2 separate regions of the Oryctolagus cuniculus genome follow, and region 1 is linked to region 2. A link is a contact called in public Micro-C data. All regions are on one chromosome and are shown on one strand. Each heading gives the region's core, a stretch centred on a gene start, on an enhancer-like site or on the middle of the called end of the contact. The rest is flanking DNA. Distances are from core to core; before and after follow the strand shown.

Region 1 (3,445 bases), core at 24-2,523, 330 kb before region 2:
TTAGAGCAACACATGGTGATGGAGGGTGAAAGGGACTCAGTCGGATGGGTACCTTGTGGCTGGTCTATATACATTTTGTAACAACTTGACCACATTCTGAACCTAAACATTTTGTTCCACTGATTTTAACACGCCTTGCCACATTCACTAAATAGTGCAACTGCACGAATTTTGAGGTATTTTTTCACGGCTTATTTAATCCCTACAACCCAAGCATTCACTGTTCCCAGTCCCCCCACGAGGAAGTTGGTAACACATTTCCTGTGTTACCTCCAGGCAAGGTAACAGGAAATGAATGGATTAGGACCAGAATCCCCGTTTTCCTCTACGACACCGGTGCTGACAGATGCCTAACCAATGTTTGCATCATCAAACAGTTTTCACCTGATAGGTAGCTCCGTCTCCCCTACAAGCGAGCCCTGCCTAAATAAATCTCAATAATTCCTTGAGATCCATTGTAGGATTCGCTCATGAGCGACTACCCTGACGAACCGATTCCCATAACGGCCCATTCAATTTCTTTATTCCGCTTACATAAACATCAGCTGCTGTAACAGAAATCACGAGTGGGTGCTTGTAGGGGCAGAAGCCCCAGGGAGAGACAAAGGCTGTCCCTCTGTCCGCAGTGCCAGAGGTGATCCTCAGAGCTGACGCACGAGGGGTCCCCAGGGGCTCCCGACCACCGAGGGCGCGCCCCGGGAAGAAGGGGCAAGGCGGCCCGAGACGTTCGCGCCCATCCGGAGCCGAGCCTCCGCCTCCAACCCGGCTCAAGCCTGGGCGCGCAGACAGACCCCTGCCCCTGCCCTGCCAGGACCCCGCATCACCCTAACCTCTGCCCCCGCGCGCGCCCGTTTAACTTCCTCGGAGCCGCGCTCCCCGCGCCCATGTGCACCCAGGTGGCGAAGATGAGCGCCCAGCTGCGCCGACAGAACTCGGCGGGGGCCTAGCCGGCCTCGCTCGGGGGAGCGGGCACCTGTTTGATGACCCGGAGCGCCAGGCCCACTCACTGGACGCCGGCCCCAGCCCCTCCTCACCCGTGGAGGCCCCGGAGTCTGCGATCCTCTCCAGGCGCAGCGGAGTCTCACCCGCCGGAGTACACCGTACCGGATCCGGATCCGGCTTCAGAGCCAGCCCCACCTCCTCGCCCTCCACAGCCAGCGCCACGGCCGGCACCCGCGGCCTAAACGTGGCAGCGCCAACGCCTCCACCCCGCCCCTGCCTCCTCACGCAGCGCCGCGCGCAGGCGGCCGCAGGCGGAGGCCGAGGCCCCGCCCGCCAGGGCGAGGCGCGCGCGGGGCGGGGCTTGGGCGGCCGGGGGCGGGGCCTGGCCTGGCGTCCGCGCCCGGGGCGGGGCCGCGGGTCCCAGAAGCCTCCGCTCGCGGGGCGTCTCTTGCTCGCTCCCGACAGCTGCGATGACCAGGCCGCTGCGAGCTGGCCCTGCAGCGCGTAAGCGGTGACCGGTGCGGGCCCCTTCCCTCACGGTGCTGTCCGTTGCGTAGGACTTGGCCTCCTGCCGGCCGCCCGGAGCTCCTCTTCGCCGGGTGTCCGAGTCCCGGTGTCTGCGGTCGGGGACTCAGAGTTGGGGCCGCTGCGTTCCGCTCCTCGGGTCCCGTTTGGACGGACCTGGGGTTCGGGCGCTGATTGTCCCGGGAGGCGTTGGTCAGTGTCCTGAGCGTTTTGGAGCTCAGTCGTGGAGGGGCGCCCCAGGGGGCTGCAGAGGGAGGCCTGAGGGCTGCTATGCACCCGCCGCGCCCGGACAGCGTCCCTGGCCTGGCCTCGAGGTCAGTAGTGCTGAGGTTGAGAGATGGTGCTCAGATGTGACTTTCCTCCGAGCCCCGCTACCCGGGTGGCGTTTGTGCCCATTGTACAGATAGGAAACAGAGGTTCAGAGTTGGTGAGTAGTTTACAAAATCAAATGGCCAGCAGCCTGGTACCGTAATGTTACGTTTATTGACATCGCCAAGTATTGGCATTCGTAATTTTTATTTTATTTGAAAGACAGAGACAGACCTACCTCCGTTGGTTCGTGCCCCCAAACTGCCGGCAAGTGCTAGGCCGATGCCAGGAGCCAGGAACTCCATCCGGGTCTCTCTGGCAGAAACCCAAGTGCTTGGGCCTGCTGCTGCCCTCCCAGCCACGTTAGCAGGGAGCTGCATAGGAATCCTGGAGGCTCGCTTATGGAATGCAGTGACCCAAGCGACAGCTTCATTAGCAGTGCGGTGCCTGCCCCTGCTTAGGGATTCTTGTAAGAAGTGCTGCCACACCAGTATTCTTCGTGGCACAGATAATGCTGTTTTTAATGGAAAATCATAAATTTCAGTGGTTGAGTTGAGAAATGATTCAGGAACATTAGAGAAGTTAATTCTTCAACCAGTTGATTTCATCCATCCTGTCCTCTTAGGTTTACACAGAGTTAAGATACAACAGTCCCTCTCTTAAGTATAAAAGAGCTCTTTTGTGTGTTTGTTTTTTTATTTATTTGAAAGGCAGAGTTACACAGAGGCAGAGAGAGAGAGGTCTTCCATCCACTGGTTCACTCCCCAAATGGCCACAGTGGCCGGAGCTGGGCCGATCCGAAGACAGGAGCCTGGAGCTTCCTCCTGTCTCCCACATGGGTTCAGGGGCCAAGGACTTGGGTCATCTTCCACTGCTTTCCCAGGCACATTAGCAGGGAGCTGGATCAGAAGCGGAGCAGCCAGAACTCATACCGGTTCCCATACAGGATGCTGGCACTGCAAGCAGCAGCTTTACCCACTACACCATTGCGCTGCCCCGAAAAGAACTCTTCTACTAAGTATTAAATGTCCAAGTGACTAGAAAGTATATAATCTGGTTTTTAAGTTGGCCGTACTATTTCTCACTTAGTGACATAGAAACAGATGGTGTGCTGTACAACAGCTGAGTCTAAGATTTGATGCAATATGGTATATACCTTAGGTTGAAGTGTTAATTCTCTAAACACGGTCATAAATTATTTCATTTTGATCTCATACAACTGCTGGGATATCGGTAGGAATTATTGTTTTCTAAGGCAAATGAAACTCAGATAATTTTCCTTTTCTTATGGCTGAGGTGGTGCTTTGAGTCAGGTGACAGGTATGCTACCTAGCTGCCTAGGATCTGGGTGAACTAATATTTTAGCAAGTTGGTTTCCTTTTGTCAAGAGTTGTAAAATATTGAATTGCTGGACCGAGGAGTCAGATCCCATGCAGCCAGAAAACTACTCAAATACTGAATTACACCATAATATTTTTATTAATGTGATTAGATTTATAGAACATGTACAGTGCACATCTGGTTAAGCTATTTTTACCTATAAGTAATTGTCTTCTTAATGTTTTCTTTTAAAGAGATATAGTAAGTATTGAAAATCCAAAAACATCCCCCTGGGGCAGGAGTTGTGACTCAACAGGTTAAGCCACCACTTGGGGCTCTGGCATCTCAT
Region 2 (3,200 bases), core at 242-2,741:
GCAACGGGGCCCAAATCAAGTATTCCCCAGGGCGAACGAACCCACTCGCCAGAACCGCTTCCCGCGGCGCTGCCCGCCTCTCCCGCACGCCCGGGGCGCGAAAACCCATCGCCTTTCCTTTCCCGCCAGGGATCAATCTTCCCTTCCCTCAACAGCACTGCAGGTTCTCGCAGATCCTCTCACCGGCGCCCTCTCCCTAACGCCGGAGCACCGGCTGCTGCTGAATCCCAGGCAGTGCGGGCTCCACGAGACCGAAGCAGATCGCCAGGTGGGGATCAAGAAACGCAACCTTCCGGGCCGGGGATCCGTTCCTGCATCGCCCCCCAGGGAAGCGCACGCAGGAGGCGCTACCCGCCAGCCCACCACCACACACGCACCAGCGGGATCCTCATCTCCCGACCCCCCACCCCCACCCCGGCGGCCTGGGTCCTGCCACCTGCTCCTCGACCCATCACCAGCCGTCTCCCTCGCCAGGCCTCCCGCGCCTCGCTCCCCGCGGCGGCCAGGCCCCCCAGCCCACCCCTCCGCAGGGTCCCGCTACTCACGGTTCCAATACACGGGGTAGCACTCTCCTTGGACCACGTCCACCTCGTAGAGGCCGCCCCGCACGCACACCGGCTCGATGGGCACCAGCTCCTGCATCGCGGGCTCGTGCCTCGCCGCGCGCGGGCAGAAGCCGCCGCAGGCGCGGTCCTCGTCGTCTTCCTCTCCGGAGCTGGAGGCCGGGCCGCACACATGGTCGCCGTCCGGGGCCTTGGCCCGGGGCCCGGCCCCGGTGGCTTGCAGCAGGGTCCGGAAGGCGAGCTCGATGCGGAGCGAGTCGTAGCCGATGAATGGCTTCCAGGTCTTTTTGTCCTCCCTGTAGAACCAGCGCACCTCCTCCGGGCCCAGCTCCGTCACCACCTCGTAGCGATGCCGGGCGGCAGGGCCGCCGGGCCGCGCGCGCTTCCTCTCCCCGGACCCGCCGCCCCCCGAGTTCGCCGGGCCCAGCGGCGGCGGCGGAGGCGACGGGTGCAGCGATGAGGCGCCGCCGCTCTCGCCCTCGCTGAAGTAGCGCAGCGACGAGCCCGACTCGGCCGAGCTGAAGTCATAGGTCTCGTCACTGAGGCAGGGGTCCAGCGCCAGGTGGGGGTCGTGGTCGTCGGCGCTCGGCGGCAAGTGCAGCCCGGGCTCCCCGCGCAGCAGGGTCAGGGGCACGCTGCCGTCTCCCGGGTCCCCGCTGGGCAGGTGCTCCAAGCAGCAGACGCTGCCGCCGAACGCCGGCCCCGCGTCGGAGCCCAGCTCCCAGGCGCTGCCGCCCCGGCCGTTATGCTCGGGGCTCCGCGGGGAGCCGCGGCCCGCGTAGTTCATGCTGTGGAGACGCCGCCGGCGGCCCGGCCGCGGCCCCCAGCGCTTCCGCCACACATCCAACGCCGCCGCCCTCTCCACCGGGAGTTTTTAATCTTTCAAATCCCGAACAGGGCTGCGGCGCGCGGCGGCGGGCGGCGGCGGCGGCGGCTCCGCCCCCTGCGAGGCGCGCGGCCGCCGCAGCCGCGTTCGGCGGCCCGCCCCTTTGTCACGCAGCCTGACGTGGGCGGGCCTGAGGCCCAGGCCCCGCCCCACTGGCCGCGCGCCCCGCCCCGGAAGCTCCGGCTCCCTCTCCCAGCACCGCACCTCCGCTCCGGGCCCCTCACGCTGAGAATGCGGGGTCGGCTGAGGTCACCCGCCGCCCCTGGGCCTCCGCAGCTCAGACCCCGCCCCCGCCCTCACCCTGTGGGCTTCAGGCTTTCCCTCGCTCGTCCTTATAATGAGGGTCGTGAGCCCACGGGGTCCTCGGGTGGATTCTGTCGACATTGCTTCTGTGACCTTGAGCTCGGCTTGGGCCTCAGCTGGACTTTGTAGCCAGCCACCTGCTTCTGGTGGCTCCAGAATGGTCAGCCTACACGAGGGCACTCCACCCCACGCCTACACTCACCTCGGAGTCACGGCTCCCGCGAGCAGCTGGAGTCTGGACTTTGCTTATATGCCATCTCCTATTATTACTTATCGTTGAGTACATGAGTTTCCTGTGTTCTCGACCTCATTGTAATGCCCTTGATGGACACTAGGTCTTTATGTCTCAGCCTCTCCCACACAGTGGGTGGGCGTCGGTGTTGACGATGGTGACGACCCCGGCTCTGGCGGGAAGAATTGTTGAAAGTCAGAAAACAGCTCGAGTCTGGACCTAGCTTTGCACTCTGGCAAATCTCTTAATTAAGAGAATTATTCAACCAGGTGAACTCTACCAACAACGCAATTCTGTGACCTCTAAGGTTTCTTCCAGTTCTTTTAGGCATTTTCTGACTTCATAACGCACTTTCTGGGGTCATTTTTTTAAAAACATTAAAAATAAGTTTTTAAAAGTCCATCATCACCCTACATTGAGAATCCAGAGAAAAATAATCTCCTATCTCAGTGTTCTCAAGAATAGATGGGCTTCACTCAAAAAAAAAAAAAAAAAAAGATTTATTTATTTATCTGAAAGAGTTACACAGAGAGAAGGAGAGGCAGAGAGAGGTTTTGCATCTGCTGGTTTACTCCCCAATTGGCCGCAACAGCCAGAGCCGCACCGATCCGAAGCTAGGAGCTTCTTCCAGGTCTCCCACGTGAGTGCAGGGTCCCAAGGACTTGGGCCATCTTCTACTGCTTTCTCAGGCCATAGCAGAGAGCTGGATTGGAAGTGGAGCAGCTGGGACTAGAACCGGCACCCATATGGGATGCTGGCACTGCAGGTAGTGGCTTTACCCGCTAGGCCACAGCACGGGGCCCAGGCTTCACTTTCCTTTACCACTTTTTGTGGTGCTGATTGGGTAGGGCAATTTTTCTTGTCCCTGGGGATGTAATCAGAGCTTACTCATTATTTAAACCAGGGCCACATCTAGTTTGTAGGAATTTGGAAGTAGGCCTGTTTCCTATGGGCAGATACAGAGCAATGTTGGGGTTCGTGGCTTGGTAAGTGAAGCCCGGACTGGACTTTTGGCCCCGGTTTGTGTCCGTGGCTGGACGGTCTTGTGCTCAGTGGTGCACTGCAGCTCTGATGCAGAGCATCTAAGATCAGAGCTGTCTTTCCCATTCACGCTGCTGAGTCCCTGCCGCCCAGTCTCTCCTCCAGGTTTCCATTAACGACCTGCAGATGGGAATTTGGTATAAACTTCGATCTATTTACTTTCCACGGAGGCACT

Evidence for each region. Hi-C and Micro-C count contacts between places; a contact is called where the count stands out from the background.
Region 1: a contact with region 2 is called in a Micro-C map of ear pinna, with 6 times the contacts expected there. The contact joins the promoter of GNPNAT1 here to the promoter of DDHD1 in region 2. A contact is called at or near these places in 2 of 6 Hi-C or Micro-C datasets (ear pinna and an unstated tissue).

The regions. Positions count from the first base shown.
Region 1 is chr12:23,594,821-23,598,265 of mOryCun1.1, reverse strand. GNPNAT1 (glucosamine-phosphate N-acetyltransferase 1) reads right to left here and starts at 1,273. Exons shown (of 6, transcript XM_070053658.1): 1 at 1,035-1,273. It overlaps LOC108178313 (a long non-coding RNA gene), which reads left to right and starts at 1,341. Exons shown (of 3, transcript XR_007910564.2): 1 at 1,341-1,781.
Region 2 is chr12:23,261,039-23,264,238 of mOryCun1.1, reverse strand. It overlaps DDHD1 (DDHD domain containing 1), which reads right to left and starts at 1,491. Exons shown (of 13, transcript XM_070053651.1): 1 at 546-1,491. The coding sequence starts at 1,350.